Linked DNA regions of Lactuca sativa: region 2 is linked to region 1. The links are chromatin contacts, called in public Hi-C maps. All regions are on one chromosome and are shown on one strand. Each heading gives the region's core, a stretch centred on a gene start, on an enhancer-like site or on the middle of the called end of the contact. The rest is flanking DNA. Distances are from core to core; before and after follow the strand shown. Region 1 holds the start of LOC111913884 (FAM10 family protein At4g22670). Region 2 holds the start of LOC111900980.

Region 1 (5,588 bases), core at 1,125-3,624:
CTGGGAATGGCATTCCACCGGGGAAGCCACCTGGCATTCCTCCGGTTCTTTCACTTGAAGATGCTTTTTCTTCTTTTTTAGCCTTCTCATATGCAGCCTATGCATAACATGTGATGACATCAGTAATAGAAAAGGGAATGGAATGTTTGAATGAAAAAAAAATCCTATTTGTTTTCAACAAAGGAATGGAATGAAGCATTCCTCATGAAATGTTTTTATTTTACACGGACGACTAAATATATTTCTTATTATATAATTTTATTTCAAGATTTCATGGTATCTACTTATTTTGTACAAATTTTTTAGATGATACATGCCTGTTTTTAACCATTTGAAATATATACAACATATCAAACAAAACAAAATATGCTTATATATAATTTATTTAACGGTATGCTTTTATTTAATTAAAGTTCATATTTACAAAATATCATTTTTTTTGTTGATTTATCAATTTAGTTTCACATAGTTTTTTCTATCTATACATAACAAACAACATGTTTATACAACTCAATCCATTCCTTCAACCAAACGCGACAATGGAATGTAATGATTCATTCCATTCCATTATGTTGTTCATTCCATTCCTTTGTGATTCCATTCCATCATATTAAAAGAAAGAATTTACCTTGGCTTCAGCCCTGCGACGTTGCCTCTCACGTTCTATTTTCCTGTCCTCCCTTTCTTTTCTTAGCTTATCATATTTCCTACGATGTTCCACAATCTTGTGTGCATTTGGTTCAACCTAATTTTACCAGAAAATAAAATCAGTATGCATAAATCAGTTAGGAAAAAAAAAGTAAATTATGTTTGACAATTAACCTTCTTGAGAATGGTACTTATTTCTTCATCAAAATCAATATTTGAAGCTACATGAAGATCCTTTGCAGCCTTTTCCCATTGACCGAGCATTGATAGTGCAATTCCACGTGATTTATAGCCTTTAGCAGAATCTGGATTTATCTGGAAATATTCATCAAGAAATTTACAATGAAGTGAGATATGAAAGAAATTGATAAACCAACAATAGACACCACTTGACTTGTCAACATATATGGAAAAAAGGAACTACCTGTAGAGCAGCATCAGCATCTCGAATCGCAGCATTTGGTTTCTTCATTTTGATATAAACAGAAGCTTTATTGAGGGAAAAAAAGTTAAAAGAAATCACAGACAAGAAACTATAATCAAATATGTAAAAATTTAGTCAAAACTCAAACTCAGTTGTACCTCTTGTTGCATACATAATAGCAGAAGTGGGGTTGAGCAGTATTGCCTCAGTGAGGTGCTCAATTGCTTCCTCTAGCTTACCTGTTAACAACAATCAATTAGCACCAATTAAAAAGTAACAAGCATAACTTCACATGAAAAAGGGTAACAAACCATCAGAAATTGCTTCCATGCCCTTTGCTTTGGCCTCTTGAGAAGCATCACGATTTTCTTCAGAAACCTCTACTGAAGAATCTCCCATCTAAAATTGAAAAACAAAAAACAAAAAGACACAAAAGGAAGCTATGAGAAAAATACAAAATCACTAATTACAAACCAGAAAGATGGATGACAGAAGTAAGGACATACCTTTTGTGGTGGATCATTATCAGGCTCCACAGTCTCACCTTCAAATTCAATATCGGATTCTATTATCTCATCCTCTTCTTCTTCAGGTTCTTCAAAATCATCTTCTTCCTCTTCCACCACATAAGGTTTCTGCAAGGTCAAAGTTGTTCAATCGTTTAATAACCAATCAATACAAATTCTCATTGTCAAACTGGTGATTCAGATGGATTTACATCAATTTTGAACTTGAAAGTTAGTTGACTTATGCGTATCAATACATTTGCATACAAATAATTAGGTCACTCATACATCTAATTTGGATTAGTATTGCTAACAACGGCGTTTACTCCATTATACAGCTTTTACCCCAAAAATGCTCCGATCATTCATATTCATCATCAACAACTGTAAACAGTAAATAAATCAGGAAAAAAGAGGTACCGATTGCGATTCACTCTTGTAAGCAGATGACGGAAGTTTAGCTCCGAGGCTGAAATCAAAAACCAAACATGTTTCATACGAATTAGTATAAATCTATAATCAATCAAAAAGGACGTGCGACAAAACCGCATATTGTATGAATGCATTTACCTTTCAAGATAGTCGCGGAAGAAGGAGAGTGAAGGATCGCTGAGAATGGAGGGATCGGCCTTGCACCGACTGATAAATATCTTTAGTTGCTCTAGTTTAGCGGCGTCCATCGCCGTTGTAGATTTGCCGGAAAAATGGAAACTAAGGGTTTTACAATTTGTGTAGAGTTTTGGGGGCGGTTTTGGTTAGCTGGGCGATTGACTGTAGGTGACTTCAGACTTGAGTCACAAAGATGATTCTAGGAGCTTCCATTTACAACTATTTTAAAGTATATTGTAAAAAAGGTCCTTCGACTATTGCGCAATATTCATTATTTGCTTTTGATTTCTGACTTATAATGTTTTTGTTCAAAAATATAAACTTTGTAGAAGGTTTATCGAGAAGGTAAAAAAGGTAAACCTTGCCCTAAGAGTTTTGGTTCAAAAATGAGAGGGATAGAAGATCTCAAGTTCGAATCCTCCTTCCCTTGTTTTCTATCACTCTTATCATTTTAAGACGGATTACAAAAATGGTCCATGTGGTTTAATCAAAGTTGCGAATCCAATCTCTTTTACACTTGAAAAGACGAAAATGTCCTCTGAATACTAACGGTGTTAGTAAAAAGGGTCATCTGTGTAAGTTTTGAAAACCACAAGGGTCATTTGTATCAAAAAATTAGCAGGGACTAACTTTGTTACTTTTGGCAAACCACAGAGACCATTTTTGTAATTTTGTCTATGTACAATTTTAAACCTAAGACCTCGTTCATTCCACGTTCTAACCATTCATTGGCGGCAAAACGAGAGATTGGTCCATCAAACTTAGGGGTTTCACAATTGCATTAATCAAGGTTGTAGAACTCGTTACTTGGTACCTATTTGGCCGACTACCGAGTAGCGAGTACCCGGGTGTACTCGGATTGAGTAATTCATGTAGAAATATTTTTAGAGAAATTATATATGTTAAAATCATAAAGTCGATTGAAATATATAACAAAATTAGATACATGTGAATACATAAAAGCTAAAAAACACATAATGGTCTCGCTTCATGAATAATTAGTGAAAATTTAAGATATATATATATATATATATATATATATATATATATATAGTAATAATCATATGTGTGTGTTAAATAATAAATCATTGAGTATATTATACATATTAATCACCAAGTTGACTGCATTTTACAACACTACTTAGTTCAGTAAGGGGCTAATCAAGGAGTACTCGGATGAGTAATCGGCTAACTCGGCGAGTTTTACAACATTGACATTGATTAAGGTGAGAATAGGTATGTACAAGGTGTAGGAGGCATTTGGTTGGGTTTCGTAGTTGCACTAAGTCGGGTATATATGTGATTTTATATGAGTATGTCATGTGTGTCTCATCATACTTTCCAACATAACATATTAATATGATGTTTGTCTTAAGCAGACGTGTTAGTGTTATTTATGATTAGTGATGTATGATTGACTTGTGATTAGATACATGTTTTAGTTTATTTATTTAGCCTTGGATTTAGTACTTATATTTTTCTGTTGTTTATAATGCTTGATTGTACATCACTTGTGGCTTTTGTTTAGAGTTTAGACATTTTGAATTTTTGTTGGAATGTTTAAACTTTATGATTTTTGAATGTGGTTTTCATGATTAATATGTTTAATCATAATATAATGTTATTTTTTAAATTGAACATGTTTTTGCAAGATTTCATGGTTTTCGTGATTATGATTAATATGTTGAATGTGGTTTTCATGGTTTTCATGATTAATATGTTTAATCATATAATATAATAATGTTATATTCAAATTGGACATGTTTTGCATGATTTCACAATTAATGTCAAATTGAAAACGAGTTTACAAATAAGACAATGAATAGCTTGGTCCAAGCTATCCATAAGCATGGCCTCAAATGTCTCCAGGTCCCAACCAACAATGATCTTCATATCTTGTGGACTCATGTCACTATTAGATTATTAACGCTACACACCAAACACTTCCAAATAACAAATAATTAACTTTAAGGTTACGTATGAGATTCCAAAACAACACGGTTGAAATCGATTATATCAAACATATATTTTCTATAGCATAAACCTCTTCACAATGTTAGAAACTATCAATTCTAAAAATCTAAAGATCCAAATTAAATCTACCCAAGATTAGGAGTGTGCAAAAATTAATCAATCCAATTATTAGCTAACCAATTGGATTGGATATCCAATTACAATTATATTGGATTGTATGCAAAATTTTAAAATCCAATTGGATTGGATAGATTAATGGATCAGTCTCAAAATCCAATAGATAACTAAGGTGATCAATCTAATTGGATATCTAATTTTAATCAAATAAATATCCAATATTATTATCCATCCAAATAAAATTATTAATTATTTAATATAAAAATAGGTTGGAGACTTGAAGTTAATATTACTTTGTTAGTCTTATTTTATGTAATTATATACGGTTTATTTTTAGTTGTCATAATTGTAATTGGTTGAATAATGAATAACGAATGAATTAAAGCAAATAAAAATATTCAATGGATAAAACCAATCCGGTCCAACATCCAACTGGATTGGTTTGGTTCATTCGGATTGTGTTTACTACATTGGATTGGATGGATTGATAAAATCCAACATCCAATAGATGATTGGATTGGATTAGATTCATCGAAATCCAATAGATTTGATCTGACCCCTACCCAAGATTATATGATCATAAATAAATTTTGTTAGATGTTAACTAAAATATGCATTTAAGACATACAAACCCATTTATTTTGAATGAAAAGAAAAGGTAATTAAATAAACACATGGGAAACTAATAGCCTTGATTTATTAAATTACACTCATAAGAACCATAAATAAATATATATGGTTTTTACACCAAGAATTATATAACATATGATGTCACAACAATTAATCATATATGAAGACATTTCTACAACTCCCAACTTAGAATAACATCATGCAAGCCGAAATCAATAGTAAACCAATAACCCCACTTGAAGCAATTTTACCTACACCGTTTCCACCCCCAGCCCCAGGGGTCCTACCTGTAAAATACACGTAACTTTAAGGATGCTACTATAATTTACTTTACTTCATAATTCATATACATATTTTTCCTATAAAATTTAAATTATTACAGCTAGAAAAAAAAAGTTCCATATTGGGTATTAAATAAACTTTTTTTGCCGATTAGGTTTGTATGGTGGTAAAGTAATTCAATTTTTTCAAATCAAATATTTTAATTAAATTGCGTTCAAACCAAATATGTATTTTATAAATATAAAAAATAGTGTTTTAAACTTGCATGGATTGATAGTATAAAGAATCAAAGATGCAACTTTCTATAATTCTTTTTGCCCGATCTTTCGTATAATAAATGAAGATTTTTTGTCACATGCCATCTTCTCTTTCATTTGGACACATGACATTTTCTAGAA
Region 2 (5,588 bases), core at 2,027-4,526, 340 kb before region 1:
TTTATAATGCGTCGAATAATTACTTCATTGGAAAAATTAAAATAAAATATAAGCATGTTTGCGACGATATAATGTGTATATACCCCGATACCATAAAACGTTGTCCCTCAAGAGAAACTTAAATATATTGAACCTATTAAAACAAGATTTAATGAGATGTTTTAATTTTCAAGGACAACAACATTGTGTATTGTGTATAATAGGTATATAAAGTTTTGTTACGATGTGAATTCCTCTTTATTAGGTTCTAACTAATAAATTTGGATTTCGGTAACAACAAAAAGATATTATTGCTCCAATAATTAACTGTCATGCTTCAAGTTTTTAAAGGACCAATTACTTTTTTTATCGGCGTTTATTACTCTACAGGTTGCTTATTTCTTAATCAAAACAGATTAATGACAACAAATTTAAGCAAAAATTTAAATGTGAAGCAACATGAATCGTGATATGGTAAGCCAATGGAATCAAAATTTTATATAGTAAGTTGCTTCATTTTTACTTGTGTCACCATCCTGAATCAAACCATAAATGTCGCGGGATGGAGAATTTATATGAAATCATAGTGTAAAATTTGGGTTTACACGACGAAGACCCAAGACCCTGATTTTGCATAAACATAAATGTTAGAAATTTGGGTGTAGAAAGGCTTGGAAATTCTGAGAATTGTGAGTATCACTTTCAAATCAAAGTATTTGGTGGTACTCCCAAATCCTCAATTGGATAAGACTCATAGAGACAAGAACCGAGAATGTTTGATGATATTTTCGTATGTATCAGAAAATGAGACCAAAACCAACTTTAATATATTTGTCTGAAAACTGTCATATGACAGTTTTAAACTGTCATATAACTATAAAAACTGTCATAAAAACAGATATATGGATAAGGGTCAAACCAATTGTCAATTATCTGAAAAATCAATTTTCTGATGCATTTTTAATATAGTAACATACCCTATATAAAAAAATTTCGCGCTGACCTGGCAGCTCGATCCCAGCCAGGGGCTACCGCCCCTTGGACCCCACTCCCAGGGGCGCTGCCCCAGGACACCCGTTCGTTCAGGGGCTTTGCCCTTAAATGACAGTGTACTTTGAAACTTGATCAAACTTAAACAAGTGTGTACTCCACACCTCCCTTACTTGTTTAATATTTATCAAGATTATTTTTGGTCAACACAAAGTAATCTCATTATACTTAAATAACACTGATGATCAAAAATCACCAACAATAAATAAATAACAATATTTTTACAAATTATTGGACATTTATCTAGTAAAATCTGATTCAAACGATAGTACAATACATTACCTTTTGAGAGTCTCAACGGAAAGGGTATCATTTGATGTCGATAATGACAATACATTGAGTCTCTATAACAATTTCAAGTGCATGCATGATTTTCTCCATGAGTTCCTTTTATTTAGTCCCACATAACAGTTAATTCCATTTCATTGTTATCTTCTTCCTTAAGTTTAGCAAGCAGTGGTAGTTATCCTATTTAATGTATTGCATCTGATCGACGGAATATATAGAAATTTGCCCCAAAACTCCATTTATCACGTATCTCATAACGTAAAGATAAGCCAATTGAGAAAGTCAAAGAATGTCTCAATGTCAACTTTGAAGACCATTTATTATTTATGAAAACCTTGTCAACTTGATGAAATTATTGGAATAACACTTCTCATGATTGTTAAAAACAAGATGCAATAATATTTGCAACAATTCTAAAATGCTTTCAACTATTATCTCATCTAATATTTCATCAACATTTAAATTATTTCAGCTTCATAATAAACTTGACAAAAATGTAAAATTCTTTAATGTGGTTCACAATCAATATATGAAGCAATAATTCCATGCTTTTAATAAGAGTACAAAACTCCAGTCTCCAAAAACATTCCATACAAAAACACAAATATTTGTTCAATTGATTCAACAATTTTAAGTTATTATCTCAAGTCAAAAACATGTAAAAAGTTTTTATTACTTTAATTCACGAATCTGTTGCCTTATAGTGCGAGCACAATCTGCAAAATTCTTGACAAGGGTACTGCATTTCAACGGGTCTTTGACATTTTCTTTATAGCAATCCAAACAAGCGGTCAAATCGGTCAAACATGGCATAGGTTTTGCTTCCGGAAGCTTAAACTCTTTTTCATGAAGCTCTTTTGCCTTTTGTGTCACTTCAAACAACATTGCATCTTCTTGCTTTTGTAGTTTTTCCAAAACCCTCTCACTGTCTTCAAGAACAGAACGAATGGCATTCACTTCAGGTGGTGAAGGTGGTGGAATTGGGAGGTACATTGGCGGCCATGTGGCGGCAGTTGGTGGTGGTGGTGGTGGGGGTGGTGGAGGGATTGGGTGTTGTTGGGGAGTTTTGGGTTTTGGTTTTCTTGTTTTTTTCTTTACCTTGTTGGTGTTGTCTGCTAGCTGTTTGACTAAGTTTCCACTTATTTGAATGGTAAATGCATCATCCATGGCTTTTGATCCTGTAAAAATAACCAGTTGTCATTGGTTTACACCTAATGCAAATGGGAACTAACTAGCCTTATTGTTCAATGGTTTCTGTAGACTTAAAGCTTAGATCATATCATACATATCAATAATCAGTAATCACACCATAACAGTTTGTAGATATTCAGTTTGAAGATAATCATGTTCGATAACATTTTGAAACGAATCAAACACAAAATCATAATGCAATTGCTGAAAATCTGTTGACTAAATAAAATCGTGATTACAATAATCCCTGAACAAATTCAATACCATGGAAGGGGATCAAACACCTTCAACATAATCAGTCAGGAACCAAAACACAAACGGATTGACGAATTACAGTATTATAAAGATCAGTCAGTTTCATTAGTTCGTATGACCAAAATACTAAATTCAAACGAAACCCTAGATAACCTAATTACGCAAATAAGAAGAGCAAAATCGGTGCCGAGTACCGGTAGAATGTAAACAGAGATGCAATCGACACAAATCACGAAATTTAGATACTCTTGAGAAATGATTTACCTGATTAAACCGAGGAATGGGGAACTTGAATGCGGTTCAACTGTTTAAGAGCTAATATGTACCTGTAGTACTAAAAAATTTCCCGCCTATGGCTTGGGTTTGGAACGCTGCTTCGATATGGACGATTTCGTTTCTGATTTTAGTCGTAAAGATTTTGTTTCCCCAATTTCTCTTCGGCGTCGCTCCTCCGCCTGCTTAAGCTAATGATGCGTCTCTTTGATCTCGCTCCTACGATGTGCAGAATATTGGGCTATTCTCAAGATTGGGCCTTGAGCGATGACCCAAAAGGCCAACAACCACAACTGCCAATGGCTTTTACAAGGATAAAAAATATAATGATAATATATTTTTAGATTTGTATATATTTGGTTGTTGAGTTTTTTTTTTCATATTTGTTTCTTTAATGTGTTTAGGTGTACATATTCAGTCCTTATAACCAACTACTCTAGTTAAACCGAAAAAATGACTTAATATGGTAATTGTAACACTTGAATCCTGGTAAATTTCTCTTTTGTCCTTGTTGAATTTATTTGTGCGTTTTAGTCCTTGAGTTATACGCGGGGCGTACCACAAGGTACACTTAGCGTACAAGCTGTAAAGCGAGTACGCGGGGCGTACCAAATGGTACACTTAGCGTACTCATGCGAAGACTTGGACAAGGTTTCGGGTGCGTACGCTTGGCTTAATGAAAACCTTAATTTTCAAGTGTAGACACTATATAAAATCATTTATGTCCTCCTAGCCCTATACTCGAAACCCTAAGCCTCCCTCTTGCTTTTTGAGCTTATAGTGTCCATTTTGGTGTGTTTTGATCCATATTCAAGAAGTAGAAGTTTGGTGTAAGGTGGTGGATCAAGGAGGAGCTTGTGGATCTCGACATTTTGCTTTATTTCTAGCTTATTTTACGTAAAAGGCTATGAACTTGATCAATGATGGTTTAGATCTCTTATGTTTGAGTATTTGTCCATTTTTGGCCATAAATGAGATCTAGTGGTTTGATACCAATCTATGAGCTTTGAGTTGCCACTCTTGGTGTTTCTGAGGTTCTAGATGCATAAAGTTGTCACCTTTAAGGGTTAGATCCATCCATGCATGAGTTTATGCCATTTTTGTGAAAGTACAATGTTATATCTTGATTTTGGGATCTTTTGGGGCATGTAAAGTCACCAAGTCAGTGACTTTATGCTTCTAGATGTCTTTTAGGGCTTAGATCTGTGTTTTAGGCTTTTGGTCTTAAGCATTAAGAGCTTAAGACTGATTTTTGGTTTAATGGCTTCGTATGTTGGGCATACAAGTCTATACGCACGACGTGCAACCTAGGTTGCATGTACACTTAGCGTACAGCTGAGTACGCCCCATGTACTTAGTCTATTGGGCTTCACATCTTTTGGGCCTTAGTTGGGTTACTTCTTTGGACCCTGTTGATTTGGGCCTTAATGGGCCATCTAACATCAAGCTTTTGTACTAAGGAAAATTATTGGGCTTTTGGATTAGGCCCATATAAGGGGTTTGGGCCCAATTTGGAAAATTGTGCCATAAATTGGCCATGAATGATTATTTGGTTTTAGGCGTTTTAGATTGTGGATTTGGGCCTTAGTCTCGGATCACATTAGGTCATGTGTAAAATGGTCATTTTACCCCAAGTATATATTATTGGATATAGATGGGAACCCAAGTGTTAATTATATTGGTCGATTCGTATACACGAGATCTTCAACTTTCGTTTACATTGTTTTGGATAACACTCAACTGATTTAAATTTCGATTTCTGTGTTGCACACTAATGTATCGAAACTTCGAAAAATCATAACTTTCTCATACGAAGTCACATTTATGCGTTCTTTATATGCACGCTTTTATTTTCACGATTACTACGACTTTCGTTTAGATTACTTAGGCTAATAAGCAACCTATCTCCAATCCAATTTTTATATCGCACTTTCCCGTATAGGGTTGCATGTGAAACTTTGAAGAATCGTAATTTCTTCATGCGAAGTCAGATTTAAACGTTCCTTATATCTAGTATATTACTACTACTACAAATTTTAGCAAGACTATTTATCCTAAACAATCTTTTATTTTTAGATGTTTATTTATCATAATTCGTTAAATTAACGATATATTTTTATACAAATGTTATAAGTCAATAATATTTGCTCATAAAACATGTACGCAATATATTAACATCAATTTGAATCATCTAGCCCTAACTTGTGGGCATTGCAAAAATATTAAGGATTAAATGTACAAAAATATAATAAGGACTAAATGTGTAAAAACTGAGAAATATATTACCATATTAAGTTATTTTTTCCATTTTACCTGGAGTAGCCAGTCATAAGAACTGAATGTGTACAATCAATAAAGTTGAAAGGACAAACGTGTATGAAAAAAAAAACATAGTGACCAAATGTGTACAGATTGAAAAGTATATTACCCTTTTAAGTCATTATCCCGTTTTAAAATGGATTTAGATTGGTTTTTAATCGGTTCGGTGAGGTTAGAGGAGACATAAGCAAAAACACTGATTCTAAATCGGTCTTGAAAACAAGTCGAGGACT

The links. Hi-C and Micro-C count contacts between places; a contact is called where the count stands out from the background.
Region 2: a Hi-C map of seed shows a contact between it and region 1, with 4 times the contacts expected there. The contact joins the promoter of LOC111900980 here to the promoter of LOC111913884 in region 1. A contact is called at or near these places in 2 of 4 Hi-C or Micro-C datasets (leaf and seed).

What each region holds. Positions count from the first base shown.
Region 1 is chr6:6,832,342-6,837,929 of Lsat_Salinas_v11, reverse strand. LOC111913884 (FAM10 family protein At4g22670) reads right to left here and starts at 2,374. Exons shown (of 11, transcript XM_023909597.3): 1 at 2,149-2,374; 2 at 1,999-2,047; 3 at 1,579-1,707; 4 at 1,384-1,471; 5 at 1,231-1,311; 6 at 1,073-1,137; 7 at 823-963; 8 at 629-745; 9 at 1-97. The coding sequence starts at 2,258. LOC111913885 (non-specific lipid transfer protein GPI-anchored 7) reads right to left here. Exons shown (of 3, transcript XM_023909598.3): 3 at 4,956-5,195. The coding sequence ends at 5,095.
Region 2 is chr6:7,170,003-7,175,590 of Lsat_Salinas_v11, reverse strand. LOC111900980 reads right to left here and starts at 3,276. Exons shown (of 2, transcript XM_023896848.3): 1 at 3,090-3,276; 2 at 1,820-2,495. The coding sequence starts at 2,484. The coding sequence ends at 1,990.